4 separate regions of the Mus musculus genome follow, and all the other regions are linked to region 2. The links are chromatin contacts, called in public HiChIP or PLAC-seq and promoter capture Hi-C maps. All regions are on one chromosome and are shown on one strand. The core of a region is the stretch at or near the end of the contact, and the rest is flanking DNA. Distances in the headings are between cores, read along the strand shown.

The links. Promoter capture Hi-C pulls out the DNA fragments that hold promoters and counts their contacts. HiChIP or PLAC-seq counts read pairs in DNA pulled down with a chosen protein or histone mark. Capture Hi-C pulls out chosen DNA fragments and counts their contacts.
Region 1: a contact with region 2 is called in a promoter capture Hi-C map of adipose tissue. The contact joins the promoter of Tgfb1 here to the promoter of Dedd2 in region 2. A contact is called at or near these places in 14 of 39 promoter capture datasets (the 3T3-L1 cell line, the C10 cell line, the HPC-7 cell line and 10 more), 3 of 484 Hi-C or Micro-C datasets (embryonic stem cells and nephron progenitors), 3 of 115 datasets of contacts at active chromatin or transcription factors (extraembryonic endoderm stem cells, memory CD8 T cells and pancreatic cancer cells) and 2 of 9 other capture datasets (adipose tissue and liver).
Region 3: a FOXA1 HiChIP or PLAC-seq map of pancreatic cancer cells shows a contact between it and region 2. The contact joins the enhancer-like site here to the promoter of Dedd2 in region 2. A contact is called at or near these places in 5 of 39 promoter capture datasets (the C10 cell line, HPC-7-derived erythroid cells, hematopoietic stem and progenitor cells and 2 more), 1 of 484 Hi-C or Micro-C datasets (B cells), 1 of 115 datasets of contacts at active chromatin or transcription factors (pancreatic cancer cells) and 2 of 9 other capture datasets (adipose tissue and liver).
Region 4: a promoter capture Hi-C map of hematopoietic stem and progenitor cells shows a contact between it and region 2. The contact joins the enhancer-like site here to the promoter of Dedd2 in region 2. A contact is called at or near these places in 8 of 39 promoter capture datasets (the C10 cell line, the HPC-7 cell line, cranial neural crest and 5 more), 2 of 484 Hi-C or Micro-C datasets (cortical neurons and embryonic stem cells), 2 of 115 datasets of contacts at active chromatin or transcription factors (bone marrow-derived macrophages and pancreatic cancer cells) and 3 of 9 other capture datasets (adipose tissue, embryonic stem cells and liver).

Annotation. Positions count from the first base shown.
Region 1 is chr7:25,685,537-25,688,277 of GRCm38.p6, reverse strand. Tgfb1 (transforming growth factor, beta 1) reads right to left here and starts at 1,276. Exons shown (of 7, transcript NM_011577.2): 1 at 55-1,276. The coding sequence starts at 409. It overlaps B9d2 (B9 protein domain 2), which reads right to left. Exons shown (of 4, transcript NM_001362154.1): 4 at 1,716-2,297. The coding sequence ends at 1,984.
Region 2 is chr7:25,218,390-25,221,263 of GRCm38.p6, reverse strand. Dedd2 (death effector domain-containing DNA binding protein 2) reads left to right here and starts at 1,405. Exons shown (of 5, transcript NM_207677.3): 1 at 1,405-1,500; 2 at 2,097-2,463. The coding sequence starts at 2,136. It also overlaps a transcript of Zfp526 not described here.
Region 3 is chr7:25,704,503-25,707,320 of GRCm38.p6, reverse strand. Tgfb1 (transforming growth factor, beta 1) reads right to left here. Exons shown (of 7, transcript NM_011577.2): 7 at 2,244-2,537. The coding sequence ends at 2,379. Among named protein-coding and RNA genes, the nearest start is that of Ccdc97, 13 kb to the left of the region's middle. Within about 2 kb of position 1,305, at least 143 of the 459 cell types and tissues checked have an H3K27ac peak or open chromatin away from gene starts, as enhancers often do. A contact at or near this core is called in B cells, adipose tissue, hematopoietic stem and progenitor cells and 2 more, where this site is marked.
Region 4 is chr7:25,648,477-25,651,217 of GRCm38.p6, reverse strand. The region is part of intron 1 of Bckdha (branched chain ketoacid dehydrogenase E1, alpha polypeptide); the gene reads left to right. Among named protein-coding and RNA genes, the nearest start is that of Bckdha, 8.9 kb to the left of the region's middle. Within about 2 kb of position 1,312, at least 51 of the 459 cell types and tissues checked have an H3K27ac peak or open chromatin away from gene starts, as enhancers often do. A contact at or near this core is called in adipose tissue, bone marrow-derived macrophages, hematopoietic stem and progenitor cells and 1 more, where this site is marked.

The DNA.
Region 1 (2,741 bases), core at 27-2,526, 470 kb before region 2:
ACTCCGGCGCCCCCTGGGGGCTCCCTCCTGGCTCCCCGGCCCCTCGGAGCTCACCGTTGTTGCGGTCCACCATTAGCACGCGGGTGACCTCTTTAGCATAGTAGTCCGCTTCGGGCTCCGGCTCTGGGTCGGCGCTCTCGCCTGCCACCCGGTCGCGGGTGCTGTTGTACAAAGCGAGCACCGCCTCGGGCAGCGGGCCGGGCGGTACCTCCCCCTGGCTTGGGGGACTGGCGAGCCTTAGTTTGGACAGGATCTGGCCACGGATGGCTTCGATGCGCTTCCGTTTCACCAGCTCCATGTCGATGGTCTTGCAGGTGGAGAGTCCCGCGGCTGGCCTCCCGGGCGTCAGCACTAGAAGCCACGGGAGTGGGAGCAGAAGCGGCAGTAGCCGCAGCCCCGAGGGCGGCATGGGGGAGGCGGCGCCCCACGGCACTTCGGAGAGCGGGAACCCTCGGCAAAGGTGGGATGCGGAGGCCCCGCCCCTGCAGGGCTTGTGGGGTGGGGTCTCCCAAGGAAAGGTAGGTGATAGTCCTGAATAATTTGAGGTTGAGGGAGAAAGCAGCAGGAGTCGCGGTGAGGCTCTGACACCAAGGTGTCTCAGTATACCACCAGGGTAAAAATCGAGATGAGCGCTCTCTGAGATCCAAAAGTGGGTGTTCTTAAATAGGGGAGCTACTGCCAGCAGGTCCGAGGGAGATCTGCCTCTCGGGGGAGAGAGGGTCCTGGGATGCGAGGGACTCAAGAGGCAGGCTGGGGGGAGGGCGGCGTGCAAGGGGTGCGCCCCAGCTTTGGGGTGAAGTCTTCGCGGGAGGCGGGGTTTGTGGCTCCCGAGGGCTGGTCCGGAATAGGGGCGTCTGAGGAACGCCGGGTAGCGATCGAGTGTCCACGACGGTGAGCAGGGCTGTCTGGAGTCCTCAGGTCCTGCCTCCTTGCGAGACAGCGCAGTGCCAAGAAGTCCCCACGTCTCTGACTTGCAGTAGCAGCGGAAAAGTCTCAAAACTTTTTTCCTCTTCTCTCAACCAGCTCGTCCCTCCTCCCACTCCTCCTCCCCCTCCTCCCTGCGGCGGCGGCTGGTCTCAGACTCTGGGGCCTCGGACGGCTCCTCGGCTGCTCCTTTGCCGGCTCCCAGCGGAGGCCGACTCCGAGTGCGGCTCAGAGCCGGGGGTGCCCCGAAGGGGCGTCCCCCCTGCCCCGGCCGGGGGCCTGGCTGTCTGGAGGATCCGCGGCGGGAGGAGGAGGGGGACGGCCTGGGGCGCGAAGGGCGGCGGCGGCGGCGGGACCGGCTGGGGCGGCGGGGGTTTTGAAGCCGCCCCGGCCCCACCCAGGAAGCGCGCGCGGGGCGGGGGCAGCCCCAGGGGGAGGGCATGGGGGGGCACTGTCTTCATCTTAGCGTGGGCGGGCTCCAAGGGGGGTCCCTTCAGCCCTGCGGGGAGGGGGCGGGCACCCCGGCCTCGCCCCACCTCCAGGGTGCTGCCTCCTGGCGGCGGAGCACTACTAAAGCCGGTGACCAACCAAAGCGCCCCGGTGGATTTGGGAGTTGTTGAAGGGTCAAAGGAAAAATTGGGACTTCGTGAGAAAACAGAGTCCTGTATTAGAAGTGGGGACCTAGGCGGTGGAGAGCGAAAGGCAGGGGCAGACTTTGCGGATGAGAGTGTCAAGGAGAGTGAAATAAGGAGACCGACGTCTGAGAGCTTTAGCGGATACAAGGAGGCACCTTACCCATGAGAAATACACGCTTTTATTAAGTGCCCCCGACAGTCCAAACAGTGGGCCCTGCTCATGTCCCTCCAACCCACAGCCCTTTCTACCCCGTAGTTCAGTGGAGCATGGGCCACAGGGGAGTTCCTGGCCTTGCAGTCCATGGCATAGGGGCCATGACTTGGGGGTGATCAGGACTGACAGTCTCCAGAGTCCACGTGCCTGCTTCACTGCTGTGCCATTATGTGCTCAGTGGATGATGGCGATTAGTAGCAATGAAGTCCCTCAACACTCCACTCCATAGCGATCGAAGTGGCGCAGCAGCAGGCCGATACCAAGGTGCACTGTGCCACCCGCGGCCGTGTGCAGGCGGTAGCGGTCAGCCCCGCTGTAGATGGTATCTGCGTGCAGCAGCTGTGGCCCACCACCCACGAAAGCCCGTGCTAGCTGCTCCCTCCAACTGCCCAGGGGCCTCCATGTAGGGCAGTCCAGCTGATGAGTGCCTGGGCTGCTAGGCACATGGCAAAAGCCATAGCCAGCAAGCTGGCAGCGGCCAAAGCTGTCCTGGGACCACACCTGGAGATGGAGTCGAGGCCAACCTGCGGGAGGAGAGGCGTTAGAGAAAAGGACAAAGGGGCAGAACCCTGCTCCCGGGTTCCCAGCATTGAAACCACTGGAGACCTCGCACAGTACTTTTACCTTGGATTATTGCCTGAATTTCCTCTCTGGGTTCTCATCTCCCACTCACTCCACATAGTAGTCACAGGAATCTAGAGCAATCCACATTACCCTCTTGCTCAAAACCCTCCCATGACTCCCCTGGGCCACAGAACAAAGTCCAACCTCTCAAGTCAAGTCTGGCCTCGTCTGACCTCCCTTTGTGGTCTCTTCACTCTCCCAGGCCCCCAGGTCAGCACCTCAGCTTAGACCCCTTCCGCCCTCCTCCTCATGGACTTGCTTTGCTCTCACGCACCTGACTCAGATTTCCTTTCTTCCCCAGTGGAGCCATCTCTCCCCTTCGTTAGGTTTCTAGTGGCCTCAAT
Region 2 (2,874 bases), core at 156-2,655:
TCTCCGGGGCCGCTCCTTTCCTGCTGTTTGAAAATTCAGCGGAGAAAAGTGTGCATCCTTATAGAGCGAGGTCGCACAAATGAACGTGGCGGTGCGAGACTTTGACAGGTGTTATCTCGTAGCAGAAGAGACTGAGCGTTTCTGACAGCGTAACTAAAAAGCCAGACACACTTGTACTTTTCCTGCGCCGCCTCAGTTTTTGCTTACGTGCAAAGTGGACTGGAATCGCATCTCCTGAAAGGTTGTTGAAGGCATTGAATTTTGTCATACACATAAAAATGTTCGGCTCGGGGCCTGATACACCGTAGTACTCACTATAGCCCACCCATCATAGAAGCTTTACCGTTTATAAATAGCTTTCCCCTTCCTCCCATTCTTTGTCTGATTCAATGATATTCACACAGAGAGCCCATACCGTGGACTCCACTGCCATCCGTTTCACAGGTGGAAAAGCTAAGGCCCAGAAAAGGGAAACAAACAGCCAGCATTGAGCCAGAGCCTCCCGCCCCTTAGGGAGACAATTCCGGGGGTGGAAACCAGTCCTAGAAGAGACCTGTCTTAGGCACGTGCTGGCCCTGACCTTGAGTCACCTAAGTGGGGGAGGAGGAGCGACCGTCACGCTCAAGGCCTCGTGTAGGGGACATGAAGACACCCTAGCCTCCACTTCTGTGACAGGATTGCTCTCATAGGTGCAGGTTAGGAGGGGCATCTGGGTGGCTCCAAGACTCAAGAGGGCTCAGAAGCGATTGTACAAAGGCTGTTCTAACCGTGGGTGTGGTGTCTATGATAGGAGGTGCTGATGGACGTCTTCGGAATGTGCTGCACACAGGGGGTGGCAAGGTCTATTGAGATTTGGGAAGAGGTATCATTCTGCTGCTTGCGACTGGAGAATTTATAAATTGGGGCTGGGGAGCTGTATGAGCAAGAATTTCCATGTAGGATCTGAGACAGCAGAGTTGAGTTGTAGGTTTCTGGTTGCCACCAGAATGGGGCATACTGTATTACAAGTCCTGATTATGAGCCTTGAGCGCTCCAGGGAGTCGGGACCCTCGTGACTGGTTTACTTTGCGCTGACAGCTGTTGGCACTGGTCATGTGGGTGTCTAGGACGTGATCAGGAGGAAGAGGTAGTCTGTGGGATGAGTAATTCCACCAGGTCGTGTCATAGGATTCAGGGGACACACACCGAGCCTGAAACCACCATCAAGAGCAAGACACAGCGAGGTTTTGCTCTTGCGCAAGCGCAGCAAGGGAGAGTCCGGACGCTTGGGTTAGGGGCGGATCTGGAGTCCTGGAAGGGGTGGAGCTTGAGGTCTGATTCTGCGCTTGCGCTGTAGGGGCGTGGCGGTCGCACCTGCGCGAGTTGGGCGAAAGAGGAGGAGCGAGGTGACGCAGGCGTAATAATAGAGAAGGTGCCAGAAAGATCCAAAACAAGTGGCTGCGGCCGTCGCCCAGAAGTCATCGGACGCTGGAATCTGGTGAGGATAAGAGAGGCCTAAAGGTGACTGGTGAAGGGTAGCTGGAACCACTTGGGTGCTCGGGTGAGGGCAGGATCGATCGCCCTTTCAGGGAGGGGGGGTCGGATTCAGACAGTACCACCTGTGTGGCGCTCAGGGTTGTCTTGGTCGGTCCCACTTGCAGGGGGCCGAGGGTCACTTTTGAAAGGTATCACTTGAGTGGGATGTTGGAGCTAGCAGGAAGGTACTAGTGGACAGAACCCGAGGGCTATGACCGGACATTTGCCATCCGAAGTCACCGGGCAGTGGACAAGGTGCCCTGCAATGGGCCATGTAGCTCATTCGAGCTGGTCGTCTAGGTCAGTCGGTGGCAAGTTCGAAACGTACTACTCAGAAAAGGGCATCTGGGCTTGGTCCTCCCGACAGTGATGTGGACCGGTGGGGTCTAGCGTTCGACCTGTTACTATGGGATCTCGGGCGATACCATTCCTGTCCGTGGGAGGGAGAGAGGTTGAGACCGTTGAGGGTGTGGGGGGCGACTCTGCCCGGAGACACCTTGCGGGGCCCACGCTCTGGCCTCTGTGGGCTTTGAGCCACTGTGTCGCTGACCACGACCTCCTCCCCGCCGTGTGGGTTCTAGGCCCTGGTTCTGAGCTTGTTCCGCACCCCTCCCCTGGGAATGGCGTTGTCCGGGTCGACCCCGGCCCCGAGCTGGGAGGAGGATGAGTGTTTGGATTACTACGGCATGCTGTCGCTTCACCGTATGTTCGAGGTAGTGGGCGGGCAGCTGACCGAGTGCGAACTGGAGCTCCTGGCCTTCCTGCTGGATGAGGCCCCCGGCGCCCCCGGCGGCCTGGCCCGCGCCCGCAGCGGCCTGGAGCTGCTTCTGGAGCTGGAACGCCGCGGGCAGTGCGACGAGAGCAACCTGCGGCTGCTGAGCCAACTCCTGCGCGTGCTAGCCCGTCACGACCTCCTGCCACATCTGGCGCGCAAGCGGCGCCGGCCAGGTAGGGTTTGAATAGGAAGTTGCAGAAACACCTTGCTCCCTCTGGGCCCCTGTACTTCCCTGATAAGGATATACAGTCTCCCCTATTTCACAGCGAGAAACTCAACAGTGAGAGGGTATGGCTTAGGTAGAAGTGAGCTTGTGGGATTCGGCCATATCAGTAATGATTGTGGCCACTGTTTGTGGAACTTTTTATGCCAGGAAGAGACAAACCTTTCATAGGAAAGGTTTCATAGGCACTGTCACCTGACAGCCCTCCCCCGCCCCCAGGGAAAACAACAGGTTCAGAGACGCTGGGTACCTTGCAGCATGTGAGGCTACAGAGAAGTTACAGCCAAGATGCCAACTCCACGAAACTTGTATTAGTGGAGAAGTCAATTAATAGTAAATAAGGAACTTAGCTTTGGATATG
Region 3 (2,818 bases), core at 56-2,555, 490 kb before region 2:
TTCAGCAATCCTTGAATGACTACAATCCTGATTGTGTTCTTGCTTGCGTGTTTGTGTATCTGCCAGGCCAGAGCTAGTGGCAATGACAAATGTTCTTGTCCTGCCCCAAACCCCAACCTGTTCCTCAGAGGCTCTCAGCCCCTGATGGGACGAGACTAGGAGGCCTCTGACCCACTCTTCCAGGCTCAGTGCTGTCAACCTCAAACCAAAGGAACTCTGCCCTCAGTCACCCTGCCTCCCTCCCTCCCTCCCTCCCAGACACTCCCTGAGTGGAAAGCAAGTTTAGGAGCCCTGGGGGCCTGAGAAAGGCAGAGGGTAGGGGAAGTGAAACACAGGAGAAAGGAGGAAACGGGCTTGAGAAAGAGGAAGCAGGAGAGAATTCACAAGCTCCCCCCAGCAGATGGGAAGAGATGAAACACAGGACTCGCTAGGCTCAGGCAGCCGGTCTTTCTTGCCTGGGTAACTTATCTTCCTGAGGACACATGCATGCATATACGCTCATGCATGTGCACTCTCTCTCTCTCTCTCTCTCTCTCTCTCTCTCTCAACCCCAGGAAGGGAGGAGGCAGGGTGACTGAGGACAGAGTTCCTCACCATTCACTTAACTCGCAGTGATTTACCAGAAATGGAGGCCTCGGATACAGCTTTTTAGCTCATCTGGTAAGGCTATGTGTCCCCCAAGTTCTTTTGGGGTCCCATACTCCTGATCAAGATATGATCAAGAAAGCAGTCTTAGATCCATGTGCAGATGCTAAACTAACTAAGTTCTGTGGATTTAGGAAGTAACCACCTTCCGTGTGTGTAAATACTTCCTCCTGTAAAGAGCACACGATCCCCCAAAAAGGATAAGCAAGCTTTTGGAGAGAGTGGGAAGGACTGAGGGGTTTTCCATATACTTAGCTCTGCTTGGCTGGGGGCTATGTAGATCAGGCTGGCTTTGAACTTGTGGTGATGATACTCCTGCCTCTGCCTCCTGTTCAAATTACAGGCAGCCTGTTCAGACCACACCCATCTTCACAGGTTTTCCAGAAGGACCAGGTGATATTGCTGGCCCTGCATACGAGGCTGCAGAAACAGTACATGGCTCCAAACAGTATGTGGAGGAAGCAGCGAGTGTGGCCGTGAGCCAGCGGGACTTATTTACAGAAACAGGCTGCAGGCTGCAGGCTGCAGGAGGCTTGGGGCCAACCTTGGCCAGCCCCTGCTCTGTCAGGCTGTGGGAAGAAAGCTGTGATCAAGGACAGCCACACACCTGACATGTAGGAGAGTTGTCATTCCCTGGCTTGTGCTGACTTGGATCTGACTCAGCGCCCAACACCCTTCCCTTAGACTCTTCCAGTCACGTTGCTCTCTTTCCTCACACAGTGGCACACCCCAAGATGGCTGTCACTTGTCACTTCCGGTCTTCCAAGAATCTCTCTCTCTCTCTCTCTCTCTCTCACACACACACACACACACACACACACACACACTCCCTGATTCCACTTCCTTCTTGTGGCTCCCCCTCCCCCTAGGCTCCTTTCACCCAGTGACATAGTCAGCACCAACACCAACTACTGATTTGGTGTTTTGGTATTTTGGAGACCGTTTCTTCTATGTGTAGTCCTGTGTATCCAGAACTTGCTCTGTAAACCAGGCTGGCCTCAAACTCAGAGACCAATCTGCTACAGCCTCCTGAGTGCTGGTCTTAAAGGCCTGTGCCACCACATTCTGTGAATTGGGGGTTTTTTGGGATAGGGTCTAATGTAACCCGGAAGCCCCAGAGTTCCTTATCTAACCCTTGCCTTCCCACTGCAGGCATTTCAGTACCACACACTCAACTCTGAACCAGTAGCCTGGTTATATCTGAGCTAGCCTGAGCTATATCTATCTGCCTGCCTCAGTCTCCTGAATGCAGGGACTTGTCACATGGGGCCACCACAACCCACTGTATCAGCACTTTTTGCTCTTCCATATACTCATCATCCAAGAAATGAATTCATCCCAGCAGGAATTCAGGCTCTCCCGGATTGCCTCGTGGATGCTCAGAGGTATAAAGCACTGTGAACGGTGCCTAAAGAGATGATACCTGAGTCTAATAGGGTTTTCCCTGGGCCTCAGCGTCGCCCCCTGGAATTCTGGGATCAAAGCCGGCGTTCCTTAGGGAGTGCTGGAGGCGATTGCACAGAAAGGGACAAGATGTGGTAGGGGCGTCAGCTAAGAGGGAGACGCAATCCGGCGGCCAATGACACGGAGACCACCAGTCCTCTGTCACCTTTAATGGGCCCCCCAGGTGGGCTTGAGGGGGGGTGCAGGTGTCCTTAAATACAGCCCCGGGCGCTGCGGGCGGGGCGGGGGCGGGGCCGGGCCTGCCGGGAGGGGCGGGGCGGGGCGGGGCTTCAGCTGCACTTGCAGGAGCGCACAATCATGTTGGACAACTGCTCCACCTTGGGCTTGCGACCCACGTAGTAGACGATGGGCAGTGGCTCCAAAGCCTGCGGCACGCAGCACGGTGACGCCGAAGCGCCCGGGTTGTGTTGGTTGTAGAGGGCAAGGACCTGCGGGTGGGCCGGGGTCACTGCCAGAGTACAGGGGCTCCCCCTATCTCTCTCCCCACCAGGATCTCTACATTTCTGTCTCTTATCTCTGAGCCTCCTCAACTTCCATCTCTGTTTCCCTATCTCTCCCAGTCTATTTCTATATATGTCTCTCCCTATTGTTCTCTGTCCCTCATCTGTCCCCATCTCGGCCTCTCTCTCTCTCTCTCTTCCTCTCTCTCTCTCTCTCTTCATCCTATCTCCTCTTCCTGTCTGCCTCAGTCACTTACTCTCCCATCTCC
Region 4 (2,741 bases), core at 63-2,562, 430 kb before region 2:
CAAAAAAGAAAACAAAAAACAAACAAACAAAAAAAGATTCACCCTTAAGGCCATTGAAACGGCTCAGAGAGTAGAAGCAGCTGCCATCAAGCCTAGTGACTTGAGCTGTTTCCAGGACCTGCATGAAGGCGAGAGAGAATCAACTCCCACAAGTTACCTCACTCTCCATCGCACGTGCACACCCAGTAAATAAAAGTGTAGTTTAAAAAATTAAAATGGAGCCGGGCGTGGTGGCGCATGCCTTTAATCCCAGCACTCGGGAGGCAGAGACAGGTGGATTTCTGAGTTTGAGGCCAGCCTGGTCTACATAGTGAGTTCCAGGACAGCCAGGGCTACACAGAGAAACCCTGTCTCAAAAAAACCAAAAAAAAAAAAAAAAAAAAAAAAAAAAAATTAAAATGGTCAGGTGTGGTGGCGCATGCCTTTAATCCCAGCACTCGGGAGGCAGAGGCAGGAGGATTTCTGAGTTTGAGGCCAGCCTGGTCTACAAAGTGAGTTCCAGGACAGCCAGGGCTACATGGAGAAACCCTGTCTCGAAAAACCAAAAAAAAACAAACAAACAAACAAAAAAATTAAAAATGGCTCAGTGGTTAGGAGCATGGTCTGTTCTTCTAGGGGACCCAGCACCCACACAGGCGGCTCAGAACTCTCTGGAACGCCAGCTCCAGGAGAATCAGCACTCTCACGAAGACATGCATGCAGACAGAACACCAGCACTTAAAATAAAAATAAATCAGGAAAAAAATTAAAAACTTAAAAGCCAGGTCCACTGTCTGTAGCATTTCGACCCTCATCTGGGAGTGCAGAGGTGCTAGGGCGCTGAGCAAGGGTGGTCAGAGCCAGGCTTCTGCTCATTGTCACCGATGGCCTGCTTCAGCGCTCTGAAGGCTCTCCAAGTGACTTGCCAAGAGGAGGTAGTTCTTACTGAGGTCTCTCCTGTTTAGGATAACCTTTGGCCTGGAGGCTAAATGTAGCCAAAGACAGGTATAAATGTAGCCCAACATGGAATTATAAACTTCACTAAAACACGATGACATTATTTTTTTCTGTTTGTGTGTGTGTGTGTGTTTTGCTAACTGTGGTGAAGTTCTAGTTAAGTGTAGTTTGTAGATAACAGTGTTGTGTTGCAATGTTAAGCCGTTGGATGCCCCTGAGGGTGTTGGCTGATGTCTTAAGGAATCTGGTGTGGGTTTTGCACATTATGAAACACTTTGTGATTGATAGTTTCAACACACAAAGTGCTGGTGCACTGCTATTAAAAATGGGGAAACAAAGGTTTAGCGATAGGAAGTCTGAGGCTGGGACTCCAAAGCCTGAGTCCTTCCTGGCTGCCAGGGAGAGGGGGAAGCTCAGGCGCGTTGGTCTCACAAGACACTGAGCCTCACCCTGACCTCTCCACAGCTTCTGTCCAGGACACTTGCTTCTGGTGGGCTGTGCTAGCTTCAGAAGAGCTAGGCTCAGGCCGACAGCACTCCTCCCCCACACGTCATCCACGCTGGCCACTTTTGTTTGTTTGTTTGTTTTTGAGACTGCATCCCATGGTGCAGTCCTTGCTTGGCCTCTGATCCTCCTCTCTGCGTCCCGAGAGCTGATATTAAAGGTGTGCACCACAACACTCATGAATTTTGTTTTGGAATACAGTATTGTTGACCTAAGAAGAAACGTCTTTTTTGAGGAGGAGATGGCACGTGCATGCCACTGTGAATGTTCACAGGTCAGAGGTCAGCTTTGGGGTCCCAGAGGTCAAATGATCAAACTTCAGGCCATCAGAATTGGTGGCCTTTGCCAGATGAAACTTCTCTCTGGCTTTTGTTTTCTTTTTCTTTTAAGGCAGGGTCTCTAGTAGCCTAGGTTAGCCTTGAACTGAGACTGGCTTTGAACTTGTCATCTTCCTGTCTTCACTTCCCTTGTGTACCAGCATGCCTTGGTTTTGTTTCAGGTTGCCTTCAGTGCTGGGGAGAGAGCCATGGACCTCGCGGGTGCTAGGCAGGTGCGCTCCGCCCCTCACTAACTCAGTGTAAGGGTCTTACCTGGGAGGCGTTTTGATTCTAGGAGAGAGAAGACTGTCTCATGGAGCAGAAGTGTTCCAGTCACCCGAGCAGCTTTGTTTGACAGACAGTGCAAGGAACAAAGGGTCTATTCACACTAGTTTTTCTTGTAGGAGATGGAGGGGTGAAATCAGTGGAGGAGCTGGCTGGTGGGCACCACCAGGCCCCACGCCTGCAGCTTGTTTTGGCTGGCTGACCTGCTGGTTCCTCAGTTTGGGATTGTACACTTTAGATTTCCTTGGGCAAAACCAGAAATACTTCCCTTACATAGTGCTGGCAAGGGTTAAAGAGAGATTATTTTGTTTGTTTGTTTTTGTTTTTAGAGACAGGGTTTCTCTATAGCCCTGGCTGTCCTGGAACTCACTCTGTAGACCAGGCTGGCCTCAAACTCAGAAATCTCCCTGCCTCTCTGCCTCCCAAGTACTGGGATCAAAGGTGTGCGCCACCACTGCCCGGCTTTTGTTTGGGTTTTGAGACAAGATCTCATCCTGGGCAACCCTGAAAACTCTGATCCTCGTACCTTCCCCTCCAAGTGCTGGGTTTCCTTCCGAGTGTGGGCCATCACGTCCACCTAGAGTGCATATGGCGTTGTTTCCCTGGAGTCGTGCTATGTAGTCCAGGCTGGCCTGGAACTGGATGCAGTTCTGCCCCTGCTTCCTGAGTGTGGGCTAAAGTGTGTGTGTGTGTGTGTAT